2 separate regions of the Capra hircus genome follow, and region 1 is linked to region 2. Evidence: chromatin contacts called from public Hi-C data. All regions are on one chromosome and are shown on one strand. The core of a region is the stretch at or near the end of the contact, and the rest is flanking DNA. Distances in the headings are between cores, read along the strand shown. Region 1 holds the start of HSD17B14 (17-beta-hydroxysteroid dehydrogenase 14). Region 2 has its middle 16 kb from the start of FGF21.

The links. Hi-C and Micro-C count contacts between places; a contact is called where the count stands out from the background.
Region 1: a contact with region 2 is called in a Hi-C map of blood, with 2.5 times the contacts expected there. The contact joins the promoter of HSD17B14 here to the enhancer-like site in region 2. A contact is called at or near these places in 3 of 5 Hi-C or Micro-C datasets (blood and liver).

What each region holds. Positions count from the first base shown.
Region 1 is chr18:56,458,748-56,465,511 of ARS1.2, reverse strand. HSD17B14 (17-beta-hydroxysteroid dehydrogenase 14) reads left to right here and starts at 2,258. Exons shown (of 8, transcript XM_018062745.1): 1 at 2,258-2,530; 2 at 3,262-3,344; 3 at 3,850-3,916. The coding sequence starts at 2,443. It overlaps PLEKHA4 (pleckstrin homology domain-containing family A member 4), which reads left to right. Exons shown (of 21, transcript XM_018062740.1): 19 at 639-697; 20 at 1,096-1,208; 21 at 1,529-1,963. The coding sequence ends at 1,791.
Region 2 is chr18:56,416,325-56,422,866 of ARS1.2, reverse strand. No RefSeq gene overlaps it. Among named protein-coding and RNA genes, the nearest start is that of FGF21, 16 kb to the right of the region's middle. Within about 2 kb of position 1,381, at least 1 of the 5 cell types and tissues checked has an H3K27ac peak or open chromatin away from gene starts, as enhancers often do.

The DNA of each region.
Region 1 (6,764 bases), core at 1,009-3,508, 42 kb before region 2:
AAAAGATCCCACGTGATGCAACTAAGATCCCAAGTGCCACAACTAAGACTTGATGCAGCCAGACAAGTTAAAACAAAGAAGCAAAATAACATAGTGATATTCTACCTAAGCTTCACCAAGGACACATAGTCTAGGGAAGCACATGCAGAGGCAGCAGCAAGTTACTGTGATCCCCTGCAGAACTGTGAAAGAAGCTGTTCTTTTAAGAAGTTACACTGGTAGTGTCAGAAGAAAGGGAAAAAAGAAATGATCTCCAGAACAGAGCAAGCACCGCCAACTCTGAGGAGCTCTGGCTAATGTGTAATCCTGGTGCACACTGCCCATTAGGGATGGAGGAGCCCCAAGCAAGCGCACAGAGGGACTGTGATCTTTAATTTTCCTGTCCTGTCTTAAAATATCAATTTCACATCATTCAGGCTTATCTAAGTCATATGAAGAAGCTGTTTACCAGAATGGGGAAGTGGTTAGGGGTGGTGGTGGTGATTTTCCAAACTCTTACCTCTTTCCCAGGAGTTCAGGTAAAGTTAAGAATTAGCAGTGTCTTTGGGGCAATTTTATCCTCTGAGCCTCTTCACCCTCAAAATGAGAACATGGGAACTTCCAGGGTGAGGAATTCTAATGCCCCCATTCCTTTGCAGCCTGTCCTGGGACACTCAGGAGCCCAGAAATGGCTCCGAAGTTCGGGGTCCTGGAGCAGGTAAGGAATTGGAGATCGAGGCAACAACGAAGGGAAATAAAAAAGAGGAGGGGAGTAGTATTACTGTTAATGTCTTTTGAGTACTAAAGTACAGATCGCAGAATCTTTTAGAGTCGCTTGAGTTCTTGGGGAATCAGAAAACTCTAGTTCGCGGGGAGAACTGCAGTTCCTTGTTCTATATCAAACTCCGCCCCGCTGTCAGGAAATCGGAGAAGTTTTCGGGCAACTGAACTACAAATCCCACAATGCACGCAGGCTTCTAAAAAAGAGGGTCGCTCCACGTTTAAAATCCTTTAGAGACACGTGCTAGGGACTACAACTCCCAGAAGGACACGCGCGGCACTGTGGCCTCTACTGTACTGGCTAATTGAAGTTTCGCCCAAACTCTTTTTTTCTAGTCCAAGGAACACCATCCCTTATTTGCTGACATCCGAAGGGCACCGGGAGCGAGTCCTCAGCCTCTCTCAAGCCCTGGCCGCTGAGGCATCGCAGTGGCGTGGAATGATGACAGGTGAGAATGAGCTGGGGACTTAGGACACCTAGGTTTTAGGGATGGGGGGGTCGGGGGTCTGGAATCTCAGGTCGTGATGGGGAGGGGTCTGAGGGCCCCTGGGAATCCTTTGTCTTGATGAGGGAAGACCTGGACAGGGCTTGGGAGTGCTAGATTCCAGGCAGGAGGAGGCTAAGGTGCAGAAGTGCTGAGTTTGGGAGAGCAGGGGGCAGGGAGGCCGGACTCCTAGATTTGAGAGGAAAGGCCTGGGGGCGGAGGGCGGTGTCTGGACTTCTGGATTCCTGAGTTTGCCATTCTCATTCCCCATCCGTCCTCTCCAGGTGGAAATTTGGACTCTCGAGGGGACCCTCTTCCCCCTGCGCCGCCACCTCCGTTAGATCCCACGCCCCAGGCGTCCTCACCCCGAAGATCTCCTCCAACAGCCAATTCCTGCTCCACGGGTTTCTCCCCCAGAGGTAGTGGGCGCGGCGCAGGCCCCGCCTCCTGGGAAGAGACCTGGGATTCCGGGCCGGCCCCTCCAGCCCGGACCCCCGACGAGGGGGCGTGGCCTCTGAGGGTCACCCTGCTGCAGTCCAGCTTCTGACCCGCCCAGACGTGGGAGCCAATCAGAGCGTGAGGGCGTGGCCTGGACGGACCACCTGAAGATCTGCAGCCTCTCTTCTCCCGTGACCTAGAAATGGTTTCTGTGGCCAAAGTTTGCTTTTCCCGACACTTGTCCAAATTTAGATTAAAACTTTGAACTTTTTAGTCAATAACTTTTTGTCTGTTTGAGGTTGTGACTCTGGTGTCTCTGAGTGGGGGTAGAGCTGGGGTCGTGGATTTCTGGGTCGCAAAGGAGGAGGGGACCGGGACCTTGGACTTGTAGGTCCGAGGAAGGAGGAAATCTCAGGGTCCGGAGTACTGGGCCTGAGGGAAGAGGGGGATGGGGACCTGGATTCTTGCGTCTGAAGGAAGACGAGGGACCTGGACATTTAGGTCCGAGGGCAGAGGGCGGCCGGATGCCAGGAATCCTGAATTTGAGGGAAGAAGGTCTGGGCATCCAGACTCTTGGATCTGAGGGAGGGACCAGGCTTCCAGGCTTCTGGCTTTCCTGGCAACGCCCCCCACCCCCACCCTCAGGGCCGGGCTTCCAGGATCCGGCCCCTGTTTACGATTTGACCCCACTTCCTCACCCGATTTTGGAGGTGGATAGAAGCCCGGAGTGAGTGAAAGAGGAGAGGCGGTGTCCGGCAGAATGGCAACGGGAACGCGCTATGCTGGGAAGGTGGTCATCGTGACCGGCGGCGGTCGCGGCATAGGAGCCGGGATCGTTCGAGCTTTCGGTGAGTGGGGTCTGGCTGGCTCTAAATATTGGGAATCTGGGAGAGGAGGGACCTCCGAGGGCTAACTAATGGGTGTGAGAAAAAGTAGGTCCTATACTGGAGTCTAGATTCTTATCTTACAAGATCCGATTTACAAAGTGAACGAAAAGGTAGGCAGTGGTTGCCTAGGGCCTGAGATTTTGGCATATTTCCAAACGCCGTTTCTGTGGTCTCAGCTGTCTCTGCAAAACAGGCAGTTTGGGGGACGATGTCTCTTGCAGATTTCAGGTTTACTCTGGAACCCAGGAAGGCAGGCTCCGGAGCCCCAGCAGGCACCTAGAATAACCCAGAAGAGTATCTGTCAAAACTTCTGCCCTCTGTCCTAGGGAGTCATCATGAGACTTTGGGGTCAGGAGGGGAGCAGAGTGGGAGACGGGCCCAACCCGCTGTAGGTGGCCACTAGAGGTCAGCAGAGGCCTTCGCCAAGGTCGGCTGGGGGGTAACCTCTTCTTTCTTATTCTCAGTGGAAAGCGGTGCCCAGGTGGTTATCTGTGACAAAGATGGTGAGCGAGGGTCCCTCAGTCCTCATCCCCAACCCTCCAGGAGGAGTCCAGGCCCCCAGACCCCTCCTCTGATAGACCCAGGAGTCCAAACCCCTGGCTTCCTCCTCCCTCAGACCCAGGATTCAGCCTCCCAGCCCCCTCCTCCCTCAGACTCTGAAGTCCAGACCCCCAGCCCTTCTCTTCCTGCAGAGGCCAGGGGCAGGGCGGTGGAGCGAGAGCTTCCTGGCACTGTCTTTCTGCTCTGTGACGTGACTCGGGAGGAAGATGTGAGGGTGAGTGTATTTTCTGTCTCTACTACCCGCCATGTCCAGTTGGTTCTCTCTCCCCACCAACCCCCTCCCCTGGCCGCCCCGAAGGCTTTTGCACATGCTGTTCCCTCTGCCTTTCCCCGTTCAGCTCAGTATCACTTCAAGGCTTTCCCTAACTGTACTGACCAGGTCTTGTGTCTCCTGGGAGGATTTGCTTTTACCTCCCACTCTTTCAAGGCTCTGTCACAGCTGTCACGGGGATTGGGACAAATACATTCCTCACAGGGGGTCTCATTCTTGCAGGATTCTTTTCTCTTTCCTCACTTTCCATTCCTTCCGTCTAGTCAGTGTCTCTGACATCTGTCTCCAGTCCCGGGTCTCTAGGGTAGTGACCGCAGTGTGAATGTCACCAGCCCACTGGGCTCCGGCCCCTCAGCTGTGACTCCTGTCCCCACCTCGCCTTTGGGACCCTTGGCTCTATAAGACCTGATGCCAGCACCACTCACTCAGAAGACCTCTCTCTCCCCAGACCCTCGTTTCTGAGACCATCCGCCGATTCGGCCACCTGGATTGCATAGTCAACAATGCTGGCTACCGTGAGTCGTGAGGCCTGAGGGCCGTTCCCCACTGGTGTCAACCCATCTCCTGACTTCTCACCCCAAGCCTGGCTCTACCCCTGCTGTGTGCTCCCCAGCCTGTGCCCTTAGTCCTATCTGCATCCATTTCTACATTTCTAAAATGAAAATGACCATTCTCATCATCGTTACAGGGTCGTTGTGCTGAACAGCCTCATAATTATGGGAACTGTCTTGGATGAATAACTTCCATCTTGTAGCCTGTTTCTTACCTAGGAAGCAAGGCTGATGGCCCTTCTCTTTTTCCAATACTGGGAAGATGTATTCTCCACACATGGTTTATAGGGCTTGGTGTGGAGGCTTTGACGAGAAATTGCCATCCACTTAATGACTACCCTTTATAACAATGCGTCATATTGCTAAACTGAGACTCAGAGAGGCGAACTGATTGGACTGGGATCACACACTGTGGTAGAAAGAAGCCTTTCTTCTTGGCTGGGCAACGTTGAGCAATTGACTTCCTCTTTCTGGGCTGCACTGTCCTCTTGTAAGGATTTAAAGATATACTCCTCCTTTCTCTCCGTGTGCTTGATCCATTCGGCAGATATTTATTGAGATCTACTGCACTCCACCTTCTGTCCTAGGGACTGGAGATTTAGCAGTGAGCAAAATCCACCAAGCTTTCCTGTCTTCATAGCTCAGTTGGTAAAGAATCTGCCTGCAATGCAAGAGACCTGGGTTTGATTCCTGTGTTGGGAAGATTCCCCTGGAGAAGGGAAAAGGTACCCACTCCAGTATTCTGGCCTGGAGAATTCCATGGACTCTATAGTCCATGGGGTCACAGAGAGTCGGACACGACTGAGTGACTTTCACTTCCTGTCCTCATGGGATTCACATTGTAAAGTAAGGAAATAGACAATAAAAGGCAGATATAGTTAATACTAATTTATTCACAGATTTTGTATTTGTGAACTCACCTACTTGGTGGGGGTGTGGGTTGTAACCTCAGAATCCCACTGCGCTTTCTGGGTATTTGTGGACAAGTTCAGAGCGGCAAAAGTTTGAGTCACCAGCAGCACATGTTCCCAGCTAAGGTCAAACGAAGTGATGCTCTGCCCTCTGAGTTCAGCTTTCAAACAAAGAGATGCCCGGAGGTGGAGACAGAAGAGGGCAGTGTCTTGTAGGCCTCCCTGGGGCTAGTTGGACAGGCTTGAAGCCTAACTCTGGTACCTGGAGTGGGGCAGCCTCAGGCAAGTCAGCTACACTCCGGAATCTCCATTGCTTTATTTGCAAAATAAATGAGTCCACCAGTGCGCATTATTTTGAGGATTTAAGATTATAATCTATGTTAGAGAAACATATAGTTGTAAACATATACATATGTGCATATATGGTCTTCCCCTGTGGCTCAGCTGTAATGCTGTGCAGGAGACCTGAGAGACTCAGGATCAATCTTGGGTCCTGAGGATCCCCTGGAGGAAGGCATGGCAACCCACTCCAGTGTTCTTGCCTGGAGAATCCCATGGGCAGAGGAGCTGGTGGGCTACAGTCCATGGGATCCCAAAGAGTTGGACATGACTGATGCGACTGAGCAGGAGCACGCTATTCATTACACACATAACACATGTATGTCCTGTCTTAGTCTGCTCATGCCGCTATAATAGAAATACCATGGACAGATTGACTTAAACAATGAACATTTATTTCTGGAGGCTGGGAAATCCAAGATCAAGACAGAGGCAAATTTGGTGTCTTGTGAGGCCCCGCTTAAGGTGGAAGGAATGAAGGGCCTCACTGGGGTCTTTTTTATGAGGACACTAATCCCATTCAAGAGGGCTCCATCCTCATGACTTAACTCCCACAGACCCCCACCTCCAAATACCATCTTATTGAAAGTTAGGGTTCTTTTCTTATAACAGTTTATATATCTATATATAGGCTGTGCTGGGTCTTTGTTGATGCACGGATTTTTCTCTAGTTTCAGAGGCTGGGGGCTACTTTCTGGGTGCAGCGCTCAAGCTTCTCGTTGTGGTGCCTTCTCTTGTTGTGAAGCACAGGCTCTAGAGCGAGTGGGCTTCAGTAGTCGTGGCTCCCAGGCTCTAGAGCGCAGGCTCAGGGGTGGGGCTGCTACGTGTGGGATCTTCCCGGATCAGGGATCAAACCCATGTCCCCTGCATTGGCAGGTGGATTCTTCACCACTGAGCCACCAGGGAAGCCCTGAAGTTAGGAGTTGAATGTATGAAATCTGGGGGAGGACACAAGCATTCAGTCCATAGTATGTATATGTTATCATGTAATGTTATATATACATATTTCCCCTTAGGAGCAGTGGGGTCACTATTCACTACTTCAGTGTTCGCTGTGACTTTGTGGACTATAATTGCCTTGAAGAATGAGAATTGGTTGTGTATATTAGCATGTCCCATAGTGATAATGGATAAAGCTGATTGAGGGCTTAGAGAATGGTAGGGGTGGTTTTGGATATGGGATCTGGGATAGATTCTCTGAAGCTGAACTGTTTTCTGAAAGAAACAAAGCCAGAAGCCCTGGGTCTCCGGGAGGAATACCTATTTCCTTAATTGTCCATCATCTTGTTTCCCATCTCTCTTTCCTTTCATCCACTTTTATAATATATTTATTTATTTGGCTGTGCTAGGTCTTAGCTGCCACACGTGGGATCCAGTTCCCTGACCAGGGATCGAGCCCTAGCATTGGGAGTGTGGGATCTTTAGTCACTGGACCTCCAAGGAAGACCCTCTTCATCCACTTTGACTCCTAAAGCCTTTGGAAGGTTTGGGGTCCATTTTTTCCTGTTTTTTTTTTTTTTTTAATTTTCCTGTTCTTGTACCTATATTTCCTGCCTCTTTTC
Region 2 (6,542 bases), core at 132-2,631:
ACTTCATCAAAATTAGAGATTTTGTGCATCAAAGGACGCTATCAAGAGAATGAAAAAACCCACAGAATGGGGAAAGTATTTGCAAATCATATAACTGGTAAGGTCTAGATTCAGAATCTACCAAGACTCCTATAAGCCCCCTGTCCCCAGCAGGGCTCCCACAACTTGACAGAAAGACAGTCCAAAATAAAGATGGGCACACCTGGAGAAGGAAATGGCAATCCACTCCAGCATTCCTGCCCGGAGAATCCCCAAGGACAGAGGAGCCTGGCGGGCTGCAGTCCACGGAGTCACAAAGAGTCAAACATGACTGAGCAGGCACGGGCACGTCATGTTACATAAAAACGGGGAAGTGCTGCTAGTTAGCGAGGCAACAAGGATGCTGGAATAGGGGTCCTCTGGTTCCTACACCCAGCGTTCTGTCCTGGACGGTGGTATTGAATGTGTTATGTAATGATGAATCCTTAATTAGCAACAAGCAGTTCTTGAAAAAAAATTTTTTTTATTCATTTATTTATTTTGTCTGTGCTGAGTCTTTGCTGCTGCACGTGGGGTTTTCTCAAGCTGCAGCAAGTAGGGGCTACTCTCTAGTTCCCCAGCGCCAGCTTCTCATTGCTGCGGCTTCTCTTGTTTCGGAGCACAAGTTCTAGGGCCACACTGGCTTCAGTAGCTGCAGCTACTGGACTCTGGAGCACAGGCTCAATAGCTGTTCAGTTCAGTCGCTCAGTCCTGTCTGACTCTGAGACCCCACGGACTGCACAATGCCAGGCCTCCCTGTCCATCGCCAACTCCCGGGAAGCTTACTCAAACTCATGTCCATGGAGTCGGTCATTCCATCCAACCATCTCATCCTCTGTCGTCCCCTTCTCCTTCCGCCTTCAATCTTTCCCAGCATCAGGGTCTTTTCAAATGAGTCAGCTTTTCACATCAGGTGCCCAAAGTATTGGAGTTTCAGCTTCAGCATCAGTCCTTCCAATGAATATTCCAATAGTTGTCATATATGTTTATATATTAGTAAGCATTTTGGGGAGAAGGCAATGGCGACCCACTCCAGTACTCTTGCCTGGAAAATCCCACGGACGGAGGAGCCTGGTAGGCTGCAGTCCATGGGGTCGCTAAGAATCGGATACGACTGAGCGTCTTCATTTTCACTTTCCACTTTCGTGCATTGGAGAAGGAAATGGCAACCCACTCCAGTGTTCTTGCCTGGAGAATCCCAGGGACGGGGGAGCCTGGTGTGCCGCAGTCTATAGGGTCGCACAGAGTCGGACACGACTGAGCGACTGAACAACAGCGAGGTTGAGGCCAGAGCCAGGCCTTGTCCGTCAGTAAATGGGAACAGGCGCCCTCTGGCGGCCGTGTGCAGGAATCGCCAGAGGGCGGTGAGGGCGGTAGCGGGGAGCGTCCCTTGAGGAAGACGGTGAAGAGTCCAGGCGGGGGACTATGGCGACTGCGGTGACTGCAGGACCAGGGTGGTAACTGCGGGAGGAGCCAGAAGTGATTGGATCAGGGTGCCTGTCGGAGATCAGACCATCAGGATTTGCCGAAGTGTTAATTCACACCCCTACCAGCCACATATGGGGGGAGAAAGGGAAATAAAATAGGACTTCCTCAGCTCAACATTCTTTTATGAGATTTTTTTTTTCATGCTGCGTTGTGTTAGTTGGCTCATTGAAAACTTCAACTTGCTGCGTGCTGGCAGCTATTAACACAGTATTTACGTGATAATCATAACTGTTTACACTGCATTTGCATTGAATTAGGTATTATAAGTGATCTAGAGAGGATTTAAAGTAATATGGGAGGTTGAAGTCACGGTGGAAAAAAGTATTGAGGTTTGTCAAAAATTACAAATAGAACTACTCGAGGTTCCACTCCTGGGTATACCCCCCCACCACCACACACACACACACACAAAGCCTCACTAAGTGGAAAAGATACATTCACCCTGATGTACATAGCAGCATTTTTTTTTTTTTTTTACAATAGCCAAGATATGGAAGACAGAGGATGAGATACTTGGAATGGCATCACCAACTCAAAAAACATGAATTTGAGCAAGCTCAGGGAGTTGGTGATGGACAGAGAAGCCTGGCATGCTGCAGTCCATGGGGTCGCAAAGAGTCAGACACAACTGAGCGACTGAACTGAACTGAAGATATGGAAACAATTCAAGTGTCCATCAACCAATGAACTTAGTGTTTTCAGCTTTTATTTCCAATTTAGTTTAGTTTAGGAAGTCTTTTTGGGAGGGTGTATTTTGTTTTTTTATTTTGTCTTTCCTTGCTGGGGTGCTGATTTTTTTCTTTCTTTTTTTTTTTTCACAGGTCAACTTTTTGATTTGGAATAACTTCGTATTTACAAAGAGAATTTGCAGAGCTAATACAGAGTTCCTATACCCTTCAACCCAGCTTCTCTTAATGTAAACATCTTAATAACTATGGTGTATTTGTCAAAACTAAGAATTAACGAAATGCAGGCTTTATTTGAATGTCATCAATTTTCCCACAATTGTCCTTTTTCTGTTCTGAGATCCATCCAGAATGCCACATTGCATATAGTCATCCTATGTCCTTAGTTTTCTTCAATTTGTGAGCTTTCTGTTTTCTCTTGTCTTTCCATGACCTTGACAGTTTGGGAGGATATTGGTGGAGTATGTTGTGGAATGACCTTCAGCTTCAGTTTGTCTGACATTTTCTCATGAAGACTCCACAGCCAGAAATTGGGGGAGAAAATGTTCTATTGCTTAACCTGGGTGGTGGTGGCTAAAGAGTTTGTTTCATACTTATTTCTTAAACAGTACATGGTAGGCTGAAACATGTCCTAAGTGGGATTCAAGTCTAAGCCCTGGAACCAGCCAATTTACCTTATATAACAAGAACAAAAAAAAGATTATTGCAAATCTGATTAAATTAGGCCTTAAGATAGGTGATTATCTGGGAAGATTCTTTTTGTTTTTTTAAAGATGTATTTATTTTATATTTTGGCTGGGATGGATCTTCGTTGTTGCACGTCGCTTTCTCTAGTTGCGGCAAGCAGGTGTTGCAGAGCATAAGCTCTGGGTGCAAGGGCCTCGGTAGCGGCAGTGCATAGGCTCAGTAGTTCCGGCTTGCAAGCTCTAAAAAGTGGGCTCCGTAGTTGTGGCACACGGGTTAGCTGCTCCATGGCAGGTGGGATCTTCCCACACCAGGGATAGAACCAATGTTTGCATTGCATTGCAAGGCGATTCTTAACCACTGAACCACCTGGGAAGCCCTGGGCAACAGGCAAGTCCTAAATGCAATCAGGTGTATCCTTTTACAAGAGAAGCAGAGGCATATTTGACACACACGGAAGAGAACGTGATGTAAAGATGGAGCAGAGAGAGATTTGAAGATGCTGGCTTTGAGCATTGGAGTCATGTGGCCCCAAGCCAAGGATTGCTCATAATTATTGAAAACTGGAGGAGATAAAGAAGAACAGATTCTCCCTTAAGAGCCTCTGGAGGGATCAAAGCCCTGCCCACACTTTGATTTCCTTTTTTTTTTTTTTTTCAGTTTTATTTACTTATTTATATTTGGCCACAGCAAGTAGGCTTTTACTTCCCTGACCAGGGATCAAACCCATGCCCTCTGCAGTGGAAACATGGAGTCTTAATCACTAGACAGCCAGGGAAGTCCCTACACCTTGATTCTGACCTGGTGACTCTCATGTTGGACCTCTGGCTTCCAGAACTGTGAGAGAATAATTTCTTTTCATTTTAAGGCACCCAACTAATAGTAATTTGGTCCAGCAACCAAACATTTCAGTTTTATTCGTGTGCTATGTGTTTATGTTATATGTCTGCATGAAAGGTTTAAAAATTAACCTAACAGCTTTCCCTTTTCTTTCACTGACAAGAGTAATGTAGACAATTCTTTGGGGAGATCTTTCTCAATCCATTAGCCCATACCACCTCCATTTGATAAGGCAAATGGATTTTAACCTCAGTTGAACTTTCTCCTGCTGGATATTTCAAAATAATGATGCTCTAATTTACAGCCCTGTCTGGCATGGTTAAAGCAGCCGCCAACTAGCCTGGATACCTTAAAAGAGCAAAATGAATTGAACAGAGTACCCAATACACCCTGCACCTCATTGGTCTAAGGGACATATTTTATTTTTATTTCATTTTATTGCACTGTGTGGCATGTAGGATGTTAGGTCCCCAACCAGGGATCAAGCCCTCACTCCCCTGCGTTGAAAGTGCAGAACTTTAACCATGGGATCATGAGGGAAGGCCTAAGGGGCACGTTTTAACATCTCTGAGGTAGAGATGTATCTTATAACCCTTGGGATTGTATAGATTTTTATTGCCTGCATGTGTGTGGACATCAAAGTTCCAGACTTTACAGTACTGGGTGGAGATCAGCAGCCTGGAAAAAAAAAATCCCTGAAGTGATACTGAAACTCACTTTAGGAAGCAGGGTTGTGGGGAAGATGAAGATAGCTGGTGAATCCGACGTGTTTAGTGGCAAACCCAACCCTAGTCCCTATTTTATACATTTCAGTGAGAATCTAGTAGAGTGAGAGTTGTTACTGAGAGTGGTATGGGCGAATGGACTGAGAAAGGTCTCCCCAGAAGGGTGACGTTTGAACCAGATCATGATGGAGATGACTCCTCCAGGCAGGGGAATGCTGGTGGCTGAGGACAGCTGACTACCAAGAATGTGTGTTCCCCTCGCATAGTGCCCACGGAGAGACTACATTTCCCAGCCTTCCTTGCAAGACGGTTCGGTCATGTGACTAGTTTCTGACCAATGGAATGGAAGCAAGAGCGCCCTGCTCCACTTCAGGTCTGCTTAGTAAAAATGTGTGTCCATCTCTCTTCTCCACCTGCTGTTTGGATGTGGGTGCCAGTGCATCAGTTATGCTGTGTAACAAATTATCCCCACCCCAATTCCTCTTAAAATTGGAGCTTTATTTTTAAAATGTCAAATAACAAACATTTACTACCTCATGTGGTGTCTGAGGGTCAGGAATTCAGAACAGCTTCAGCTGGGTGGTTCTGACTCAGGCTTTCTTATGAGGTTTCAGTCAAACCGCAGTCATCTGAAGGCTCAGTGGGGCTGGAGGAGTCCGTTCCAGGCTCACTCATGGGGCTGTTGGCTACAGGCCTCACTTCTCTGTCTGACGGAGTCTCTCTAGGCTATTGGGTGTCCTTGGAACCTAGTATAAGAGCAAAGAACAAATCTGACTCCATATTGGACTTGTTTCTTTTACTTTAACCTTTGTGTTTTTTGCTTTTACTACAAGCTAATCACTACAGGGATGTTTCCTGTAAGGATAAATTATACAACTCGGGGAACACTTCCTCCCAGGTAATGAGTGTTAAGCTAATATATCTTTAGTTATTTTAAAAATATCTCATTGTGATCTACGTTTTTGTTTGACTTATTTATTCAGTAGTTGTGACACGCAGTCTCTAGAGCACTGGGTCAGTGCCTGTGGTGCACACACTTAGTTGCTCCACAGCATGTGGAATCTTCCCAGACCAGGGATCCAACTTGTCAACTGCAAACTGGCGATTCCCACGGGAATTTGTTGTTGTTCACTTGCTGGCCAGTGCTCTTGGCGAATGCCAGTGTGTCGCTGACACATGTTAAGACGACAGAATTGGGCTTCCTTGGTTGTTTGGTGGTAAAGAATCCGCCTGCCAATGCAAGAGACACGGGTTCCATCCTTGATCTGGGACGAGCCCACATGCCTCGGAGCAACCCAGTCGGTTGTTGTTCATTTGCTCAGTTGTGTCTGACTCTTTGCGACCCCATGGACTGCAGCACACCAGGCTTCCCTGCCCTTTGCTATCTCCCAGAGTTTGCTCAAACTCATGGCCATCGAGTTGATGATGCCATCCAACCATCTCATCCTCTGTCGCCCCCTTCTCCTCCTTCCTTCAGTCTTTCCCAGCACCAGGGTCTTTTCCAGTGAGTCGGCTCTTTGCATCATGTGGCCAAAGCATTGGAGCTTCAGCTTCGGCATCAGTCCTCCCAGTGAATATTCAGGGTTGATTTCGTTTGGGATTGACTGGTTGGATCTCCTTGCTGTCCTGCTAAATCTGTGCACCCCAAGTATTGAACATGTGCTCTAGAGCCTGGGAGCCGAAACTACCAAAGTCCGCGTGCCCTAGAGCCTGTGCTCCGCAGCAAGAGAAGCCGTGGCAATGAGAAGCCTAGCACCGCAACTAGAGAGTAGCCCTCGATCGCCGAAGGTAGAGAAAAGTCCGAGCAGCAACGAGGACCTAGCACAGCCAAAATTGAATAAATGAAATCATGTATTAAAAAAAGACAGCACAGCGGCCATGAGCCTGCGTTCCTGCCCCTCTTTCACTCTGATGACTGGACTTCATATGAAAGGAAAATGAAAATTGGTGCATAAACCATTGACATTTCCGAGCTTATCAGCCTCGGTGATTCATATTGCTTTCACTAACTACAGGAATCAGTTGCCAAAGGAACAGGTGTGGAAGTTTAAAGAGAACACAGCACTCTGTGACTTTACCCTGTACATATATAACTTTGATT